Regions from separate parts of the Mus musculus genome. Here region 2 is linked to region 1. A link is a contact called in public HiChIP or PLAC-seq data. All regions are on one chromosome and are shown on one strand. The core of a region is the stretch at or near the end of the contact, and the rest is flanking DNA. Distances in the headings are between cores, read along the strand shown. Region 1 overlaps Gm37896 (a long non-coding RNA gene). Region 2 has its middle 72 kb from the start of Gm36388.

Evidence for each region. HiChIP or PLAC-seq counts read pairs in DNA pulled down with a chosen protein or histone mark.
Region 2: an H3K4me3 HiChIP or PLAC-seq map of the SCID.adh cell line shows a contact between it and region 1, with 13 read pairs. The contact joins two enhancer-like sites. A contact is called at or near these places in 1 of 484 Hi-C or Micro-C datasets (nephron progenitors) and 3 of 115 datasets of contacts at active chromatin or transcription factors (the SCID.adh cell line and embryonic stem cells).

What each region holds. Positions count from the first base shown.
Region 1 is chr1:187,461,542-187,467,371 of GRCm38.p6, forward strand. It overlaps Gm37896 (a long non-coding RNA gene), which reads left to right. Exons shown (of 3, transcript XR_865841.3): 2 at 1-116; 3 at 1,051-1,240. Among named protein-coding and RNA genes, the nearest start is that of Gm37896, 17 kb to the left of the region's middle. Within about 2 kb of position 2,685, at least 1 of the 459 cell types and tissues checked has an H3K27ac peak or open chromatin away from gene starts, as enhancers often do. A contact at or near this core is called in the SCID.adh cell line, where this site is marked.
Region 2 is chr1:187,720,658-187,726,419 of GRCm38.p6, forward strand. It overlaps a transcript of Esrrg not described here. Among named protein-coding and RNA genes, the nearest start is that of Gm36388, 72 kb to the left of the region's middle. Within about 2 kb of position 4,159, at least 2 of the 459 cell types and tissues checked have an H3K27ac peak or open chromatin away from gene starts, as enhancers often do. A contact at or near this core is called in the SCID.adh cell line, where this site is marked.

The DNA.
Region 1 (5,830 bases), core at 1,435-3,934:
CTTTTATGACCTCAGCCTTTGAAGAGGAGAGCTGCATCCAGGGATAGCTGGCCACTGCTCTCTGAGCCACAGCACCATGCTACCATGCTACCATCCTCTGTTATTCCCAGACCAAGGTAAGAAAAGAGTTGGTGGAAAGTATGAGCTTGATCTCAAGGCCCCATAGGAAATTCTTCCTAAGAATGTAGACTGAGTTCCCTTTGTGTCTAGCAGAACAAGAAGAATACTCTAGCCATTTGTCTAAGAATAATATTATTTTAAATATTATATTCTCCAAACCCGCCTATGGTCTAGGCCTCTGTTATCCCTTCTCTTGGCTTATGCTACCCCCCCCCCCTTTATAAACTCCCCAGTGCCTATGACAGAGAAAGCAGCACAGCTCACTGCTGTTTATCGTTTCTGTTTTCCTTCTCCTAGAACTACTTTATGATAGTATACACAAGGATTTCCACAACCTTATTAATATAACATTTATTGTTAGTCCCTTGAGCCACCACAGAGGCATAAATTATCTGCTTGCAGGGTTTATTCTCACCTTCCCTGACTCAGATTCTCAACACCCTGCCTAACACTTACAAAAGAAAAATTGCTTTTTTTTTTTTTTTCAAATTAAATCCTGAGATGGAAGGAAGGAATAGTGGACAAAGAGGTTATTGGTAATCCATGAAAACTTTTCCATGAAAACTTCTGGCATATTCATCCTGTGTTCCACTTTTAAGTTTCTCATGAAGTTTCTTAAAACACAGACTTTAATTAAAGTGAAAAGTTCAGGAGACCAGCTGTCTACTTTCACGTGGTCTTTTGAGAAATATTTGGCCTACAAATATATGTGGCACATAATGTTTTAAGATTGAGTTACTCATTTATGGAATAAAATAATTTTTAATATTAACACTGTCCATTCGGGGAGGCAATTGATATGTGAGTTAAAAGGCCTTATCTATGAGGGACCCTGCCTTAAAATAGCAACAAAAATATTTTTTCCAGGTGTATCCTGAAGATACTAATAGGATTTATGTATTACTTAAACAATGTTATTCTTCTCAAAAGAATATACCAGATAGAAGAAGGAGAAGAAGGAGAAGAAGGAGAAGAAGGAGAAGGAGAAGGAGAAGGAGAAGGAACAAAGAAACAAAGAAAGCAGAATTGGAAGATTTCACTTAGAAATATGTTGTTGGCTTAAATTGGAAAAACTCAAACTCCAAAGACAGATGTTGAATTAAAAATTTTTTTCCGATTAGTACCGATTCTGCACTATTTGAAATTAGTTATTCACCTAACCAATGCTCTTGGCTCCAGCCCTAGGATCAGAATTTGAATTTGCTCTAAGCATGTGCAGTTCCACAGATCCAGGTATGGATGTCAGACAAGCTTCAGCTTAGCTCTTCCCTTCTTATGGTGCGATCAAGCATTTAGTCTCTTGAAACGTTCAACTAGTGGGCAGAGAGATGCCTCACGGGTAATGTGTTGCTGTGCAGTGTGAAGACCTGGGGTCAGAGCTTGTGTAGATCAGGATGAGTCACTATGCCTCTGCAATCCAGGCTACACACATGCACACACACATGCACATGCACACACCAACCAGTACAAAGCCAAGAAAGCAACGATATTTATTAGGTATAAGCATGCCTGAGTAGCCTGTGGTGTGGCAACTGTTAGTTGCTTCTGAAGGACAGGAACATTCTTGTGTGTGTGTCAGGTAACCTTGGCCACACACCTCGGTCCTCCAAAGATCCACATCATGTCACAACTAAGTGTTGGCAGTAATTTCTTGCACCTCACAGGACCAGAATCAAACCTATGTAAGTTTGATAAAACATCAGAGACACCATAACTCATGTCCTGTTGCTCCAAGGAAGGAACTTACTATTTCTGCTTTGCAAAAGATGTTGTCTTTGGTTTCTGCAGACATTTTTTTCCCCCTGAGACAGGGTTTCTCTGTATATCCCAGGCAATCCTGGAACTCACTCTGTAGACCAGGCTGGCCTTGAACTCAGAAATCCACCTGCCTCTGCCTCCCAAGTGCAAGAATTGAAGGCATGCGCCAACTCTGCCCCGGTTCTCCAGCCCTTTTAAAGAATGAGTTATATTACTTTGTTACATGCTCTACAATCCAGAAGATGCCCCGCCACACTTACTTCCTTTTCATCTTAATTATTCTGCTTCTGCTTTAATCTGATTGTGTTGGTTGTTTCATTTTCTCCTTGCTATGGTTTGAATGTTGAAATGTCTCACACAGAGTCAGGGAGCGATGGCTCAGTGAGTAAAGGGACTTGCATGTGGGTCTGATAAGTCTTCAGTCTGGATCCCAGAAGGAGACAGGAGAGAAGCTGTTCCAGAGAGTTGTACTTCGACCTTTCCATGCAGTCTGCCCCCTTCCTGGTAAATAGATAGATAGATAGATAGATAGATAGATAGATAGATAGATAGATAAATAAAACTTGCACTATCCCACAGTACTTGTCTCACGTACTTGTCCATAGCTGGTAGCAGTTTGGGAAGCTATAGACCTCTGAGAAGTGAAGTCTCACAGGAGGAAGAGAGTCACTGGGGATAGAGTTGAGGTTTTTAGGCCAGCCCAGATCCCTGTCTACTTTCTTCTTCTTCATTCCCCAAGATGTGAGCAAGCAACCTCAGGGTTCTGCTGCCTCAGGTGGGAGCCACTCCTGCTGCTGTGCTTTCCCCATCATGGTGGACTATACCCTCAAACTGTGAGACAAAAACCTAAACTAAACCAAAAATAAAACTACCGAAAAACCGAAAAACTCTTCTTCCCTTGACTTTCAACTTGTTAGATGTTAGGTCATGGCAGGCAACAAGAACAGAACCTGACACAGTCCTCCTTTTGAAGATATTTAAGATAATCAGTCCACCCCAAGAATTACCTGACAGATCTAGATGGAGTTCTAACATGGCAAGAAGTATGAGAAATGGCTGACTTTGTAATGACCATTGACATGGAATGACCATTGCTCATTACATGCTAGCAAATATCAAAGGCCCCAGACATTGGATGGGTTGGTAACATTTACCCAGCTTACAAAGGACAGAATGAAGACCCACACAGAACAGATCAGTCCTTGAGTTTCACTTTGCCCGAATTGGCCTACCTTACTGCCTCTAATCAATCAATCTTTCAAATTTCCTCACTGTCATTTCCATGTCTACAACTTCAAGGAGCCCACATGAGTGAAGTAACAGGATTGTGCCAGAGTGTCTTCCCACTTCCAAGAAGCATTCAGATAGGAAGCCAAGTGTTCCTGAGAATTCTTTTCTACACATCTCCACAAAGTTGTTACTGGGAAAGGGCCATAACTAGCATACACATCTCAATTTCCCTAGTTAACAACAGCTTGGGAATGGGCAGTAACCTGAGTGCTTTGCATACATAAAGCCTTAGATTTGATCTCTAGAATTGCATGCCTGTAATCCCAGCTTTTGGGAGGTGGAGGCTGGAAGATATCGAGGTCAGAGCCATCCTCAGCTACACAGTTCAAGGCCAGCCTGGGCTACATGAGACCCTGTTTCAAAAATAAACAACACCCCCCCCCAAAGAAAACTAAGTTAATTAGAATATGATTAATAACAATTACTATAATTGTTTAATAAGTTACTTAATTCAACATATATTAATACAGTTACTTAAGTTAATTAGCATATGGCTATAAGTAGCAGATACAGATTTTAGTTGGGTGTACCTTATGAAGCATTATTTTTTTCAGCATAGTATTTTTATTGATTCTTTGGGAATTGCATATCATACTTCTTGATTACACTCACTTCCCAGTCCTTCCATGACCCCTCTCCATCTTTGTGATCCCCCAAGCCCCAAAGTTCAATTTGTGTTATTTATATACTCACCGGAGCATGGTCAAACTCTCAGTGTCTGCCCCTCAAATAGAGCAGAGTTCCCTTCCTGTGTCTCACACCCAGAAGCCAATCATTGTGGTGAGCTACACTTCAGCATCCCTATCACACCCCTATCCCTACTCTTTTTTGGTGGCTTCCTGCCTAGGCTATTACTTTTGGGGGAGGTAGGTGTTGCCACAGAAGCCTTCCATGATCCTCCCTCCTAACTGTGCATCTGCAGTCATGTGTATCACAGCAAACATGGTCTGTACTGCAGCACAGTTAGCGGGAGCACGGGTCATGGGCTTTCACATGGCTTCTGGCTGCAGCACAGACCACGGACATCCTCATGGCCTCTGGTGGTGACATGGGCTGCACATCAACACAGATCCCAGCTTCAATTGGACCACAGACCCAGGACCACAGACCCAGACATGGTCATTGTTCTGGGTCTGAGCGTGTGTCTGCATAAGCTCTCAGGTCCTGCACACTGCCCCCGCCAACCACACAGGGCAGATCACCTCAGCCCTCGCTCACACCTGACACCATGATCATGTCTCTGGCTCCACCTCTCTCTCTCCACAGCACATGCACAGCTCCACTCTTCCATTTTCCACTCTCCTCACACATTCGTTCTTGAGTGGTTTCTGCCAGGCACAATCCCCTGCATCTCCTGCCCATGTGAGCGAAAGGTGGGATCCCGGTCACCCTGGATAGCTTCCAAGTGTTCTTAGATACTAGTTATTTATCACTTATGTGATTTGAAAATATTTTCTCTCTTTCTCAGTCTGGGGCTTACCTTTTTATTTTTCTTAACTGGTCTTTCAGTAGAAGTTTTACTTTTTAAGGGGTCAATTTAGATTTTTTCTTCTGTTGTGGATTATGATTTTTGATTTAGATTTTTAAATTCAACACACAACCAATCTATATTTGTCCGTATGTTATCAGCTATTTTATACCTTCATATTGTATTTATGTCTATCATACTGAGTTGATTTAAAAAATATTGTATTAGTCTATGTTCAGAATCCTAATAATAGTTATTAATATTATCACCACGGTTATTGTTCTGCACGTGAATGTCCAGCTCTTCCTGCCCCACTTATTATTTCTCCACTCTACGACCTTTCTCCTCTGTCAAGGAAAAGGTGCAGCTCTCACGCTTATTCCCAGGGTCTCTCCCCGCTGGCCGCTCTCTCTTCTTTCATCCACACCACACCGTCTTTATTAGTTTTATAGTAAGATCCGGGTCTGATGGTGTCAACCTTCTAACGTTTCTTTCATCATTTAATATCATAGGGACCACTTTGAGTCTTACCACCGTCTCTATACACTTTAAAAATCAATTTGTCAAAATCCACAAAATAACTTCCTATAGCTTCACTCGGGACCACACAGACCCCCTCAGTCAGACCGGAATGCATCAGTATTCGGACAGCGCCCTCACTCATACATATGCGCGCTCTCTCTCTCTTTTTCTCTCTCTCTCTCTCTCTCTCTCTCTCTCTCTCGTTCTTTAGTTGTCTGAATTTTCATGTTTGTAGTTATCTTCAGATAGATCTTACATATGTGTTGTTAGAGTCAGCCATTTGTTTGTTTGTTTGTGCCCTTTATATGTTAATATGCATGGTATTGTTTGTCATTTAAATGTCTATTCTTTGTGGGGGCCAATTAAGAAAGCAATTGAACTCTCTATGTCAGATACAGATTTTAATGTTTAGGTTCGTAATTGACTAAAGCTAAATCAAAGGATACGGGTGAAATCATGACTGATGTTACATAGTGGGTGGACACACTCTTGCCTAATCGCAGTAGACAAAGTTGAGCATTGATGTGCATTTTGTGGACTGTTTCAGGAATATTGCTATAGGGAGGAAATCAGGATGTGTCCTGAGATGACAAAGAAAGACTAAAGAGAGGAGCAGAGCTGGCGTCACCATCAGAGTAGCCACTCTTCTCATGGGCCTGAATGTCTAGGCAC
Region 2 (5,762 bases), core at 2,909-5,408, 260 kb after region 1:
AAAACCACAACATAAGGCCTAGGTAAAGGTCCTTGTCACCAAGTCTGATGACCTGAGTTCAATTCCCCAAGTCCCATATAACACAGAATGGACCACTGAAAGCTTTCTTCTCACCTTCATGTGTGTATGTGCACACGTACCCTGAATAAGTATAATTAAAAATAAAACGTTAAAACTGTAATATGAAGACATTAATAAGTGTAGGGCCATACTGGAGCTTTGAGGGTAACCAAGTTCATAGCTCACTGGGAATTTCTTCGGGAAGATAGCTGAGTCCTTTTTTTGTTACTTTCATTTCCTCACCGATATGATTTCTCAGGGTGCCGGTATCAGAAGGTGAATAGAATGAACAATCCAGGAGAGAAAACAACATCAGAAATCACATTTTAAAGCCCAAAGTGACAAATATACATGCAGACCAGAACGAAGACTTGCAGGTTTTGATAGGTATGTGATGAAGAAGACACCAAGCAGTTCCCTATTAATTCTGGAGCACTTATACTATTTTTAAAATATCCCACAAACCTTTGCCTGACAAAAGAAGAGTATGAAATAAAGCTTTAGTCTCTGCCGTGACAGCTATTGCCATGGCAACCTGCCTGTCAATCAGCACCCACTTCATCGAGCCTCAGAAAACACCCCCAGAAATATATGTCAAAAGTCTTCTACAGGTTCCAAATTTAAATCAAACTTTAAAATAAATTAAAATAAGAACCCAAACACCCACAGCAGTCACACACACAAAAAAGTAAATTCTATTTTGGAAAGAGGGTTAAGAACCAAAGGCCAAAAGATGTATCCAAGCAGATGGCAAAAGGAAAGAAAAAAAAAAAAAAGCAAGATTGAGACTAGGACTTCGTTCTATGTCCTGGCATCCTCTGGTCAAGCTCTGAGCACCTGAGGAGCAGTTGCTTTGTGCAGCAGATAACATTTGTGTCTCCCTGGCTTGTCACCTGGCTTTTGCTTTTTCTATGATCAGATTCCTCATCTCCTCTGGCATAGCAATGTTGAGGTTGTCTCTTTGGGTGCCACAAGGCAAGATGCTAAATCACAGGAAGATAGATCATACACCTACCTGGTCACTCCCAGGGAGATAACATTCAGGGCACATGGCTGGCCTCTTCTGACAATGGAAAATTGCCTTTTTGTACAGTTTTTGGTCCTTGTGTTGTTGACATATGCTTCACAGGTTCTGATCTATGAAGAGGACTCTCCTCTCTTTTGTGCAGGTATGAAGTACACACAAAAGCCTCGGACCACACTTTGCAGGAAGCGATGAGTCTTCCCTTCTCATTCTGTGACATCCTCCCCCCACCCCCCAAATTACCCAGCACACAGGCATTTAAAAGAACTAAAGTTTGTCAGATGATGGAAGGCTAGAGTCCTTCCTCAGTCGGAACAGGTCGAGCTACCAAGTTCAGCTGTCAGTGCATAAGCAGGGAAACAAAGAAACCTGTGTTTTCTCAGCATCGGTAAGCGCCACAACTTTTCATGGCATCTCTTGCCCAGTTCAGAACGATGGCACCTCAGCAGCAGTCAGTCCTTAGCTCTCCAGATCTCTTCTATTGCGTACTTCATCCCCCAGCCCCACCCCCAGCCACGGGCAGCCTGGTGTTCTTTCTGTCTGCTTACTCAGTGAGTTTGCTAAAGATCGCCTTGGCTATGCACATTTTCCTCAGTGTCTAATAAAGGCGGCTGGATAGTCCTAGTTAGAGGTTGAATTGTGTGTGTCCCTGTGACCAAATACCTGACAAGAAGCTTTTTAAAGGAGTAAGGATTCCCTTGGGCTCACAGTTGAAAGCATGTAGTCTGTGATAATCAGGGGGCAAGGCTCCATTACCGGGGAGGATGCAGCTGAAGCTGCGTACATCTTGTTGAAGCAGGCATCAGAGATGAGACAAAAGGCACAGTGAGCTATGCAACTTTAAGACCTGCCCCCTACCTTGACTACTTCCCAATGTGCTCTCCCCACCCCCCAAAAAAGGTTCTAAAACCTTTCAAAAGTTTACCTCCACTGGAGACTAAGTGACTGAAGACAGGCCACTGGGGAACATTTTATAACTAATCATCGTCTCTACCCCAGACCATGTGAAACCCTGGCTTCCGTGGGGTTACTATTGCTGTGATGAAACACCATGACCAGAAGCAACTTGAGGAAGAAGTGTTGATGTAGTGTATACTTCCACATCACTGTTCATCATTGAAAGAAGTCAGGGCAGGAACCTGGAGGCAGGAGCAGATGCAGAGGCCGTGGAGGGATGCTGCTTACTGGGTTGTTCCTCATGGCTTGCTCAGCCTGCTTTCTGTAGAAGGAAGGACCACCAGTCCAGGAGTTGTATCACCCACAGTAACCCGGGTTCTCCCACATCAACCACTAAAACAATGCCCTAGGTTCTCCTCCAGCCCTATTTTATAGAGACATTTTCTCAATTGAGGATCCCCCCCTCTTCAATAACTGTCTTAGGGTTTTCCTGCTGTGAACAGACACCATGACCAAGGCAACTCTTATTGGCACTGGCTTACAGGTTCAGAAGTTCAGTCCAGTATCATTAAGGTGGGAACATGGCAGCCTCCAGGCAGGCACGCTGCAGGAGGAGCTGAGAGTTCTACATCTTCTTCTGAAGGCTGCTAGCAGAATACTGGCTTCCAAGCAGCTACGAAAGAGAGTCTTAAAGCCCACACGCACAGTGACACACCTATTCCAACAGGGCCACACCAGCATATACACACCATAACAATGACTCTAACTTGTGTCAAGTTGGCATAAAACTAGCACTAACGCTAACACAGCACACCAGAATGCACCGTTATTTGGGGATAGATTCTTGAAATAGATAACCAACTTGGAACGAGGTCATTAGTGTGCCTTCTGATCCACTATGTCTGGTGCCTTTGTAAATAGCAGGAATATGGACAAAGAAAGATACGCATACAGAGGACATCGTGGAAAAGGACTCAGGAAGAGAGCCACCTACAGATAATAAAGAAAAAACAGTTTCATAATCCCTTATGAGAAGCTACTCTGTCAAACCTTGATATTGGATTCCAAGATCCAAAACTAAGATAAAAAATTTTTTTAATCATCTAAGACACATAGAATTTCAGCAATCGTGTTGGACAGATAGACAACTTTGTAAAGTAATGTGCCTGGGAATCAAAGCTAGAGAACTAATGCTTCTTGCTCATGGTTCAGGATAAGTATGGCTACTGAGATGAGAGGTGTGGGTCCCCCTTCTCCTCAGGGGTCATTGGCCACTGGCCCGTGAGAGCAGTGGAGGGGGCAGAAACGGTAAGCAGGATTTGAACAGCCATGAATTTGACAGAAGGATTTCTGGAGACAGCTCTACTTTATTTCTCCAGGGGTAGGGTATATAAGAGCTTTTAGGTGTCCATGTAGAAAGGCCTGATTGGTTGTAACACAGTACCTGATTATCATATGGGCTAGAAGCTAGAGCTAGATTTGCTGAGTCACAGGACAATGTTATTCTTTAGATAAGGCCAGGCTTCTGTGCTCAGGGACACTCTTCAATCAAGCAGAGAAAGCAAGCCCACCGAGAAAGGGAGTCTTCCATTTTGTGCCGAGCTTGGAGAGTTATCCAGACATGGTGGGCTTTGACTTAAAAGCAGGGCTTCAAACAGAGAGAACCTGGAAGTGAGGCTGGGACATGCAGCATGAGGATTTAGTGGATAACAGGAAGAGGAGAATGTCTGTCCCATGTTCTTCCATCCTCTATGCTTGGCTCCTCCAAATCACCACTATTACCATTCATTTGTTGCTTTCAGAAACTCAGAGCAGGGATTTCTAACGCCATTGGGTTAGGAGCTGTCTCTGTGTCAAGGTAGATGTGCATTCACAGCGGTTTCCAAAAGAATAATCGGGTTCCTGGTTTTCTTTTACCTCAAAGTTTATACATCAGAGGTTTGGGGCCTTTCTGAACCCATCTTCTCATTGGTTTTATTATTTACATCAGCAGATATTGATTGCAACCTCTTATGGGCATAAACACGTTTAAGATTTATTAAGTTCTCAAATTTTCAAAGAAAACAAGTCCTAAGTACTGTGAAAATGGATGGGCTTCTCAGAACACCAGCCAGAAGCCTTTTATAGCTGCCCCCCTGGAATGACAGAGTTCTATTCAGAGGCAGATTTACTGAGCAGCTGATGAAAGTCAAAGAGCCTGCCCCTCCCCCACACAGACTGTCTCCAAGGGTTTCTCTATCATTTCCCATTGAGATTGTTGTGTTCTTTTCCTTAACTGCAAGTGCAGTTCCAATTGCATGGGCCTCTGTTACTTCCTGATGGGGACATGTCCTTGGTTTCAATGACAATGGCTCTTCTAGGAATCAGGTTGTTCTACAGAGGTGGGAAAGATGGCCATCTGAGTAGTCAAGGAACAGAGTATAGAGAAGCCCATGATGTACTGGAGTCAGGGAAGAGAGTAGGACAAGTGGGGCCATGATTAGGACAAGAGGAGGCAACCACTGATCAAACTGGGAAGTTACAGATCACAGGGGAAGTCCTGGACGACTCAGATGAGACACTGGATGTGTGGGATCCACAGTTAGGTGTACCATACACAGACATCTTTGCATCTTTCTCAGAAGAAAACTAATCCCAGAGAGTGATGGCTAAGCTTGATTCTCAGCTTGATGGGATTTAGAATCACCAGGGAAACACATCTCTTAGATATATTTATGAGAGCTTTTCTAGAAAGGTCTAACTGACCAGGGAAGACCCAGTCTAAATGAGGGGAGCACCATGCCATGGATTTGAGTTTCAGACTGAATAAAAGGGATGAAACAAGCTGAGAGCCAACATTCATTTCTGTGTCCTGACTGTAGATGCAGTATGACTGTTGCCTTATGCTCCCACTGCCTTCCTCTCAGGATGGAGTGTTCTTACAGTCAGGCTGTCTACAAACCCTGTTCTTTCCAAAGCCAGTGCAATGGTTCAGATTACTCAACAGCTCCTCAGAGTCCAGTCAGACTTTGAGGAGAGCCAGGCGTACTATAGTGTCCACTGAATACCAGATGATAACCATTTTAGTTGAGACATCTGTTAGGCTCTAAACAAAACCCAAATTTGGGGCCTGATTTTTCTCTGTGTTATATGTATGCAGCTGGAAATTAAATAGTTTATCATTAGACTTTGCATGTATGTAGACCTATGTATAGTAAGCAGATCATCAAATGTTTATTATAGGATGCTGTAAATTGGATGGCTGCTAGTGGGTAACTATGGACTCCTTAGTATATTTAATTTTTCAACATGGCTTACTGGAATCTGTAAGCCACTCTCCTTGAACATGTTAGCTTATTAGTATGGACACCTGGTCTACCAAAGACCAATGACATTGTCAGGTCTAATCTGTCTTGAGGAATAGATAAAGAGCTAAGAGAATCCACCTTCTCTGTCTTCTTTTCCTCCAACCTCCCTGTCCAAATTCTCACTCTTGCTCAGTAGTATTTCTCAAGGTCATTGTTTCTCTGGTCTTTGACTGCTCTATTTGAATTTTCTTAACCTCTTTAGACAATCATCCAGTGACTGCCATTTTCAAAAGGTAAATTGTGATGGAAAGATCTATGTCCATCTTCCATTAAGGATGCTCAAATGCAAAGATAACCTTTGACAGTGCTCAATTCTTTATGAGGATCACTGTGAGTATATTGTCAGATAGGCAGTGTGTGTACGAGAGAAATCATTTGAACAGACTTTCTACCAAAGGATAAATACAACCCAAATCACAGTGGTAATCAGAGCC